2 separate regions of the Sus scrofa genome follow, and region 2 is linked to region 1. Evidence: chromatin contacts called from public Hi-C data. All regions are on one chromosome and are shown on one strand. Each heading gives the region's core, a stretch centred on a gene start, on an enhancer-like site or on the middle of the called end of the contact. The rest is flanking DNA. Distances are from core to core; before and after follow the strand shown.

What was found. A called contact is a pair of places that touch in the nucleus more often than the background predicts.
Region 2: a Hi-C map of skeletal muscle shows a contact between it and region 1, with 5 times the contacts expected there. The contact joins the promoter of ACER1 here to the promoter of SH2D3A in region 1. A contact is called at or near these places in 3 of 47 Hi-C or Micro-C datasets (embryonic fibroblasts, liver and skeletal muscle) and 1 of 2 datasets of contacts at active chromatin or transcription factors (alveolar macrophages).

What each region holds. Positions count from the first base shown.
Region 1 is chr2:72,391,803-72,396,846 of Sscrofa11.1, forward strand. It overlaps SH2D3A (SH2 domain-containing protein 3A), which reads left to right and starts at 2,490. Exons shown (of 9, transcript XM_021083981.1): 1 at 2,490-2,630.
Region 2 is chr2:72,702,210-72,707,253 of Sscrofa11.1, forward strand. It overlaps ACER1 (alkaline ceramidase 1), which reads left to right and starts at 2,394. Exons shown (of 7, transcript XM_021083989.1): 1 at 2,394-2,524. ALKBH7 (alpha-ketoglutarate-dependent dioxygenase alkB homolog 7, mitochondrial) reads right to left here and starts at 1,715. Exons shown (of 3, transcript XM_013994719.2): 1 at 1,285-1,715; 2 at 254-378; 3 at 1-88. The coding sequence starts at 1,551.

The DNA of each region.
Region 1 (5,044 bases), core at 1,240-3,739:
CCCACCAACTCAACACCTGGGCACCTGGGCTGGAAACAGAGTGACTAGACCGAGGCCTGCTGCCTTCCTCTCTACCTAACCCAAAGGCAGGACTACCTCGGAAACAGACTCAAAGTCTGCCTTCTTCTCACCCCTCCCTCATCCACCTCCACCAGGGTGCAGCCCCCATCCTTTGCTACCCTGGCCTGGGATGGCCTCCATCCCCATCCCCCAGCTCTGTTCCAGCCAAATGGGCCTCCTCAAGTGTTCATCCAACACACCAGGTCGCCTCAGAATCTTGCCCTAGAATCCTGCCACAGGGCCTTTGCACATGCTGGTCATCTGCTATAGGCAACTTCATAGCCAGCTCCCTCACCTCCTGCAAGTCTTTGCTCAAGGTCATCTTCTTAGTGAAGCCTTCCCAAACCTCTCCATTTCAAGTCACAGCCTTTTTCCCACCCCAACACACCCTGTCCCACTTCCCCCCATTAGGCTCTGATCACCATCCTACTAACCTGATATTTAATTATAATTATTTCTTTATGATATATTTAGAAATTTGTGTCTCTTATGTTGGGCTCCCCCCCCCAGCACCTGGCACATATACACACTCTATAATTTTTTTTTTTTTTTGTCCTTTTGCTATTTCTTTGGGCCGCTCCCGCGGCATATGGAGGTTCCCAGGCTAGGGGTCGAATCGGAGCTGTAGCCACTGGCCTACGCCAGAGCCACAGCAACGCGGGATCCGAGCCGCGTCTGCGACCTACACCACAGCTCACGGCAACGCCAAATCGTTAACCCACTGAGCAAGGGCAGGGACCGACCCGCAACCTCATGGTTCCTAGTTGGATTCGTTAACCACTGCGCCACGACAGGAACTCCCACTCTATAAATATTTGTTGAATGAATGAATGAATGAGTAGTTGAAAACAGCATTGGCTCTACCTTTGACATGTATCCCAAATCCATTCATTTATCCCCATGGCCCTGGCCACCTGTCATCTCTCTCCTTATAGACTTTGATAGAGTCATCACTCATTTAGCAAATATTTACTGTCTTTGTAACCCTTGTTGTTGCCTGAAATCATGGTTTATGAGGTTTCTCTCCCCCCCACCTTCACTTCCCTGGAGGTGAGTAATCCCTGCGAACAGCTCTTTAGGGAGACACACCCCTTGGATTATCTTTTTTAATTATTGTAACCACGAGGGGGCGCTAGACCCCTTCACTGGACATACCCCTACTCTGTACCAAAATCAGACAAGAGTGGGTCAAGGAAAAGACACGAGTCAGCCTGTTTTGAGACTGGAGTCTCTTCCACATTGACAAGGGGGAAAGCCCAGTCTGGAAATTCCCAGATTTTCGGTCCTACAGGCACCAAAACTTTCATCCCCAAGCATCGATGGCTCTTTATTCAATTTCCTCATCTGTAAAATGACAGTAATCTTCACCGTTTACAATTATGGTAGGGATCAGAGATGGGGCTGCCAGTTTCAGAGGAGGACAGGATAGCGTTCCAGGGCTCTGGGCTTGATTCCCACCTCGACCAATGACCAATCACAAGCCGTGTCAAACTTGGGCAAACGACTTCGTTGCCGCATACCTCAATTTCTGCATCCAGAAAGTGGGGGCGGTGAAAATAGTACCCATCTCATTGAGAGGTCTATGTTAAAATGCAATGCATTGACGAAAGTCAACAAGCGTAACAGTCTTGGCATACAGTAAGCACTTAATGAATGTTAGCAGCCACTGTGGCTTTCAATTCTGTTACTGACTTCAGTAAACTTGACCAGAGCGTCCTCTTTCTGGTTCCGGATCCCTCCCACCTTTCTCATGCTAGTCTCCAGGCAGCATGATGGAAGCCCCCTTCCACTCCTTCCCTCCACCCAGGAAACCACCCGAATGTTTACCCCCCACGTCCCGCCAGAGTTTTGATCAATTCCAACTTCCGATTACTGGGAGAAGCTGTCGTGTTTTCCCGCATCTCTCTCCACAAAACACGAACCCTCAATGGGGTTCCTTCCCGGAAACCCGGGGGCGGCGGTCAGGAGGAAGCGCACCCCGTTACGTCACGGCCACTGTCACTCCCTGCCGGGCGAGAGGGCCGGTAGGGGCCGCCCCGCCCCTACCCGGAAGGGCTAGAAGACAATCCCCATGCCCTGTCCCCAGGGGTCGGGGGTGCTTACGGCCAGCTCGAGGCCCTAAACGGAATCAAGGGGCCGGGTCGTAAGGGGCGGAACTGAAAGAGGGCCTAGGAAATGAGTGGGCGTGGCCACTCAGAGGAGGACAGGGCAAGTTCCGAGAGGGCGGGGCCCACTGGTAGATACTTAAGGAGTTCCCAAGGGGGCGTGGTCTATGGGAAGGTGGTTTTTCCTCCCAAGGGGGCGTGGTTAACGCCAAGACGTTTCTGAGGAGGAGGAGCAAGAACAAAGGGGCGGGGCGATAGCCCCGGAGGTACAGCTGAAGAAGGGGCGGGGCCTGCTGGGGTAGTGTTTTTAAGTAGGCGGGACCAGGTGATGGGGCTCGGTTCCCTTCGGGCGCGGCTGGTGAAGGCTGGACCTGGCTGGGGCAGGGAGGGAGGGGAGGGGAGCCTCAGAGCTTCAGGCTTCCGCCTGGCCTCAGGTTCTTGGGAGCTCCGCGGGTCCCGGCCCAGGTAAGTGAGGGGCCCCAGGCAGATCCAGGATCGGCTTATTACTGGGGTTGGGAGCCCTCTTTTTTGCAGGTGGGACCACCGGCTCGCAGGAAGGATCTGGGTGTCTGTCCACGCGCGTCCGGGAATGTAAAAGGGGTCACCTGATTGGGTGGCTGTACTTCACGCGTGTCCATGTACCTGGGCATCCTCCTCCAAGCGTGTTTCCTGTGCAACATGGAGTGCCTCCTTGCTTCCACTTTTGCCCCAGCGATCTTTTTAAAGCACAAATCAGATGGTGCCCCTCGTTCAGGTCAAACCCTTTCGTAGCTCCCCTTCCATCCTGCTGAGGTGAAAATTCGAAGTCCTCCAGTCCCTGCATCATCTCACCCATTGCCGACCTCACTGCTCTCCACTTAGCTCCTGGCTCAGAGCACTCAGCCACACCAGCCTCCCTGCTGACATAAAATGTAAAAAGCAGGCCCCAGGCCTTTGCAGGTACTCTACCCTCCACCTGGACTGCTTTCTCTCCACGTCTTGGCATAACTGTCTCTCCTCCACTGAGATCTCAGCTCCCTTGTCACCTGGTGGGCTGCCTATTTAAGGCAGCCAAACTTGTCCTGCCTTCCTTATCACACCTCCCTGTTTCATCATCTTCATTGTTTACCCTTAGACATTATTTTCTTCATTCATTGTGTCTCTGTTTGTTGTGTGTCTTGGCCACCAGATGGGCCTTGGTCTCATTCATTCCTGTTTCTCCAGGGTCTGGCATGCTGTATGCCTTCAACCAGTCGGTGTTTGCTCACATCTGAGTCCTCTGTCCAACTGTCTCTGTCCGAGTGGCTGTCCCTTTCTTTACATGTATGTGATCCCTAGAGCATGAATAATCCCCTACCTCTTTTCCCCAGGTGTGCTTCTTACCATCCACCTCTCCTGATTCTGCCCTCTTCCTCTCTCCCCTGCCCAGATATCCAGAAATTATTCCAAAGGATGCAGGGCAGGAGGATGACTTAATTGGCCTGTGGCTGACCTGAGCCCATGCTGAGCTCCCCCTGAACTAACCAGAGATTTGTCAGTGACCCACCGCCACATCCACTAAGGGGCACATAAGACAGACGAAGCTGGAGTCCAGGAGACTCTTAAGATGAAGGCCAGGCCTGGCCCTGCTGACAAACAGGAAGTGCACAGGCATCCAGGAGACACACCTGGCGTTCAGGTATGCGGCGCCTGGAGCCAGGGCTCTGCTCAGCTCCCCGCCCCTTAAGCCACCTTGGGCCAGTCTGGGAACTTCCTGCCCATTTCAGGCCCTCAGCCCAGCTGACTCAAGTCACAAGAATCCTGGTGCTATTTCCCTGCAGACCCTGCCAGACCCTGGAGACCTTGTGGGCAGGGAAGCAAGAAGTAAACCCCAGCTTCTCTTCCATCCAGGGCATTTTTCTCCAGCAGAACCTTGAGACACACAGGTCTGAGGTCTGAGTGATGATCAACGGGGTCCTAAACTGTCTGAGATTGACCACAATAATAATGAAATGGATTGGCTCCAAAATAAAAAAATCTGCAAATGCCTACTTGCTGTTCGCTGACATTTCTACAAAAATGTGAACTTTTAATGTCCTTAAAAAATGGCATTACATTGGAAAGCCATGTATGAGTTAGGTTTTTTTCCCAATGATTAAAAAAAAAAATTTGGCCGAGCCCAAGGCATGCAGAAGTTCCCAGGGCCAGGGTTGGAACCCACGCCACAGCAGTGACAATGCTGGATCCTTAACCACTAGGCTGCCAGGGAACTCCTGGGTTAGATTTCTGTGCAACCTAAGAATCCTTGAGGAGTTCCTGTTGTGGCTCAGCAGGTTAAGAACCCAACTAGTATCCATGAGGATGTGGGTTTGATCCCTGGCCTCTCTTAGCGGGTTAAGGATCTGGCATTGCTGTGAGCTGTGGTGTAGATCGAAAACTCAGCTTGGATCCCGATTTGCTGTGGCTATTGTGTAGGCCTGCCGTTGCAACTCCAATTCAACCCCTAGCCTGGGAACTTCCATATGCCACAGATGCGGCCCTGAAAAAAAAAAAAAAAAAAAAATCCTTGAGCATGCACATAGGTGGCTGAGATGCTATGGACTTTGGTAAATTAAATTTCTCCCACAGCCTGGAGTTTCTTTCACCCTAAGCACCACCTGACTTGATCCCTCAATTTTCTCCCAATCTGGGGAGTTCCTGCTGTAGTTCAGTGGGTGAATGATCCAGCTCCTCTCTGTGGAGGCCCCAGTTTGATCCCCGTCCAGTGCCTTGGGTTAAGGATCTTGCGTTGCTGCACCTGCAGCGTAGGTCACAGCCATACCTTGGATTCACTGCAGCTTGGATTCATTCCCGCCGGGAAATTCCATATGCCATGGGGGAAGCCAAAAAATTTTTTTTCTTCAAATAAAAAAAAAAAATGG
Region 2 (5,044 bases), core at 1,144-3,643, 310 kb after region 1:
GCGTCGGCCTCGGGGAATCCGACGCTCTCCAAAAAAGGATTCTTCATCCCGAAGGATCTCATGGGAGAAGTCGTAACGGGCCGAGTCCCTGCAAGACAAAACAGTATGGTGGGTGGGCTGGTGGCAGCCCCTAGTCCAGGCAGAGTGCCTGCCAATAGGGGGTGGAGTTTGCTGTGAGGGCTGAATGACCAAAAGTGCTGGGTGGGTGTCTCAGGAGTTACTGGTAGGGTGGGGGCTCCTTGGGTGCCGGTACCTAAGAATGTAGAGGGAGCCTGGCTCCAGCAGGAGTTCCAGCCACTCCCCTGGCTCCTGAGTGTGCACCAGCCGCATGACACTGGGAGACAGCAGGGACAGGCCGGCAATGGTGGATCCGCAGAACTGGAAGAGGGAACATGGAGGGTAAGTCAATCTTTGGCTTGGCCGGCTCACGCCCAGCTGGGAGCTCTAAGGCACGGGTCTCTGCCCACCTTGATGCTGTCTACGTGTGGCTTGATGTAGCCCCGAGGTTCCAGGTCCAGCACGTGCACTGAGGAGAGCAGGCTCTGGCCAGGGCCAAAAGCGGCCGCCTGCACACGCTGCAGGATGACCCTGCTTGCCTCTGACCAGCGTGACTTCTCAGTCTCTCGGAAGCCATGGATGGCCTGCCCAGAGAGCTAAAGTCAAGGCTGGAAGCTTCCAGGGAGAACAGGGAAACTGAAGTATGGGTTTGGGGCTGGGGGTGGGAAGGAAAAAGCTGGTGGAAGTACAAAGCAAAGGGCTGGTTTTCCCAGCAGAACACTTGACCCCACCCTCAATTCACAACCTTGACCCTATCAACCTGATGATCCTGGGTCTCAAAACCCAACCCCTGCCCCATCTAGCTGGCCTCAGTCCTTTCTATCCACCCTGAGGCTTCAATTCAGTCCCAGATCCCGGCCCCATTGCTGGCCAGTCCCCGATATTCACAGTTTGATCCTACCCAACACCAGTTCCCTGGTCTTCAACCCCAGCCCCTGACTTTCCATCATCTCGCTCCACACCCGTCCCCGTCCCTAACTTTGGTTCTGTCCTCCAAACACCCCCTAGTTCCAGGTTCTGCCTTTAGTTCTGGCCCTTGCTGTCATTTTCCAAAACTGTTTAGGTGCCCCTAAACCCCTCCAAGCTTCAAGACTCCGCCCCCCACCCCAGGTCCCGCCCACAACAGTAGCCCTGAACATCCAGCGCTCCACTCTTCCCACCCATAACGCCCCAGGCTCCGCCCCTCCGTAGCTCCGCAGTCCGGCCCCCCAGCGCCGCCAGCCTCACCGCGTCCCAGTGGTCGTATTCGTATCGGCGACGGCGTAGCTCAGGTTCCAACTCGCGGCTCAGTGTCTCCTCTTCGGCCGCGCTCAGGAAGCCGGGCCGCACCACAGCGGCGTCCCGCAGGCGGCTAAGGAGAGCCGGACCCGAGCCCCTCACCCAACCGTGTCCAGACAGCGTTCGCAGCGCCAGCTGCCCGCCCCCTGCCATAGTTCCGTAGCCGGATCTTGGAAGCGGCGGGGGGTCAGGGCCACGCCCTAGCCCCAGAACCATTGGCTGTGGCTGCTTGGAGTCCCTCCAGTGATTGGTTTCCCTTAGAGTCCCGCCTCTCGCTCAAGGCTACTGGTTATTACTCGGCTGGGCGTCCCAAACTGTTGGCTCTCCCCAGAACCCGTCTCCTCTCCTGCCCTATTGGACGCCATCGACCGCTGTAACTCAGACTACTGGCTGTCCGTCCTTCAGGGGGCGGAGGCGGGGAGGGGGAAAGGGGCAAAGGCGAGATCTGGCTTGGGGTCAGAGGTCAGGGGTCATAGAAGGATTGGGCCGAGGCTATGAAGTCGGCCAGGTCTGGAGGATGCGGGTAGAGTACAGTCGGGCTGAGATGTAGGGGTCAGGGGAATGACCTCCAGCCTATGATTATGGGCTGGGGCCAGATTTGTGGAGTTAGGGGTTTCAGCCAAAAGTCAAAACGAAGCACGTCCCGTTACCCCCTCTCTACTGGGTCATTCCCACCCGCATACGGGCTGGCTCCCATCTTAAAAGCAGGATATAAACAAAAAATCCCCTTCCTTCAGTGACAGAATTGGCATGACACCATTTTGCAGCCCTATTGGACTATTGGTGGATATAGACAGAGACCAAACAGCTCCTAACATCTTGAAAAGAGGGGAACTGGATTTAATGTGCCTCCTGCTGGCAGATCACTTGCCAAAAAGCAGAACCTGAATCCCATCACACTTGTCTAGATTCATACACTGGAAATATCAAGGACAGGACCCAATCAACAAAAACCAGAAAGTGGGAAAGTCCACAGGACAAAGGACCCTGCTTCTCCAACAAGTGAATTTCAAGGAAAGAGAAGAAAAATAGGGAGAGATTGAGAAATTAACGGGAAACCTGCAGTTACAGGACACTTAGAGATCTATCCACCAGTGGTGATGTATGGACCTTAGTTTGATTCTGATTGGAACAAACTAAAAAATAGACAACGGGGGAAATTTGGACATTGGCTGAATATTCACCCGTGGTAAGTATTTTTCCTTTTTTAGGCTTGAAAATGGTATTGTGGTTGTCATTTTAAAAATTCCTTTTATTTACTTATTTGCAATTAACTTTTTTTGAATGAAAGATTCTTTATTGTTTGTTTGCTTATTTATTTATTTATCTTTTTAGCGGGGGCACCCGCGGCATATGGAGGTTCCCAGACTAGGGGTTGAATTCGAGCTGTAGCTGCTGGCCTACACCACAAGCACAGCCACAGCAACGTGGGGTCTGAGCTGTATCTTCGACTTACACCACAGCTCATCAATGTCGATCCTTAACCCACTGTGCAAGGTCAGAGATTGAACCTTTGTCCTCATGGATGCTACTCAGATTCCACTGAGCCATGACTGGGAACTCCTGAAAGATTCTTTAAATTCTGTAGTGCTTTACAATTTCCAAATTTTCACACACACACACATGATTTTACATAATCCCATAATAACCCCCTTTTCTCCCTCCCCTGTCTTGCCCCACCCCCCTCCTCCTCCCCACTGGTAACCACTAGTTTGTTCTCTTTAAGTCAGTTTCTTTTTTGTTTTATTCTCTAGTTTGTTGTATATTTTAGATTCCACATGGAAGTGATATCATACAGTATTTGTCTCTCTGACTTAATTCACTTTGCATAATGCCCTCCAAGTCCATCAATGTTGCTGAAAATGACAAAATTTCATTCTTTTTAGCGGCTAAGTAGTATTCCATTATATATACACCACGTCTTTATGTATTTGTCTGTTGATGGACACTGGAAACTTAGACTGCTTCCATATCTCGGCTGTTGTAAATAATGCTACTGTGAATATAGGGGTGCATGTATCTTTTCTAATTAGTGTTTTTGTTGTGGGTATATACCCAGGAGTGGAATTGCTGGGTCATGTGGTAGTTGTGGTAGTTCTGTTTTCAGTTTTTTGAGAAATAAATATTCCTTATCCTTCAGAAATACATACTGAAATAGATGAAATGAAAAGCTGGGATTTGCTTCAAAGCAATCCAGGGCTGGGGGCCGGAGGGGATCGAAGAATCACAATCAGCCTTGAGCTGGTCATTGTTGACTTGGTGCAATGGGTACTTGAGACTCATTATCCTAGTTTCTCTGCTTTTGTGTGTATTTTAAGTTGTGTGGAATGCAAAGTTCAGCCAAATGTAACCAATGAATGAAGCCAAATTAAAAAGTCCTCTGAATTTAAAAAAAACAAAACATTGACCTCAGTACTCTTCAAAGACAGACCCATGTTTTCTGCTCTCCTCGACAGCAAAATTCCTCGAAAGATTTGTCCAGCTCCGATATTTTCCCACCCCGTCTCTCTGGGTCCACTCCAATCTGGCTTCTGGCCCCTGCAGCACTGAATTGATATTTAGCGCCACTAGTGATCACTGTGCCAAATGCCAGAGCCTCCTGCATTTTTATTCCCAACCCTGACCCCAGACTTACCCATCCCCTGGGATGTCTGAGGCTCATCAGACATCAACCCCTGCTCTTGGCCCATCCTGCCTCTCCTTCTAGCTCTCCTGGTTTCATCAGGGAAAAATATCTCATCTTTCTAGCTGCCTTGGGCCTTGTAGTTTTTGGAGATTACTTTCTCTCTCAAATCTCATACTATGCCTGTCAGCCCTGCCTTTAAAACCTGGCCGGGAGTTCCCTTCGTGGCTCAGTGGTAGCGAATCCAACTAGTATCCACGAGAATGTGGGTTCGATCCCAGCTTCACTCAGTGGATTAAAGATCTGGCGTTGCTATGAACTATGGTTTATGTCTCAAACAAGGTTCAGATCTGGCATGGCTGTGGCTGTGGCGTAGGCCAGCAGCTATAGTGCCAATGGAACCTCTAGCTTGGGAACTTCCATTATGCTACAGGTTCAGCCCTAAAAAGAAAAGAAAACCTGGCTGGAATCTGACCTGTCTCACCGCATAGCTGGGGCCACCAGCCTTCCTCTGGATTATTCCAGATCTTCTGGCTGGTCTCCAGGTTTCTGCGCTTGCTGTACTCCACCCACAATTCTGTGCATCCTCTTTTGTTCTTCTTAAATCCCCGTGGGGCATCTCCCTCCTTGCTAAGACCTACCAGGCCTTTTTTGATCTGTGCTTCTCCCCTTCCTGCTCGCATCTCCTCCACTCTCCCCCTCACTCACTCCACCTGCATGCCAGCCACAGTACTGTCCCAGGGACTTTGCATGTGCTATGCCCTCTGCCTGGACTGCTGGATCCCAAGACAGCAAGCTATCCCCCCCCAACACCCCACCCCACATCCTTAGGGTCTTTGCTTAAATGTCACTTTATCAGCAAGGCCTTCGCAGGCTACCCCTAAAACTGTCTCTCTCTCTCTCTCTCTCTCTCTCTCTCACTCACACACACACACAATTTCCCTGATTTTCTTTTTTTTAAAAAAAAAAAAAAAAAAAAACTCTCTATGCCCACAAGAATGCAAGTTTCTTCAGGACAGGGATTTTTGTGTTTTCTTGACAATAAGTTGTGGCCTCTGGAGCAGTGCCTGGAATGCCGTGTATGTG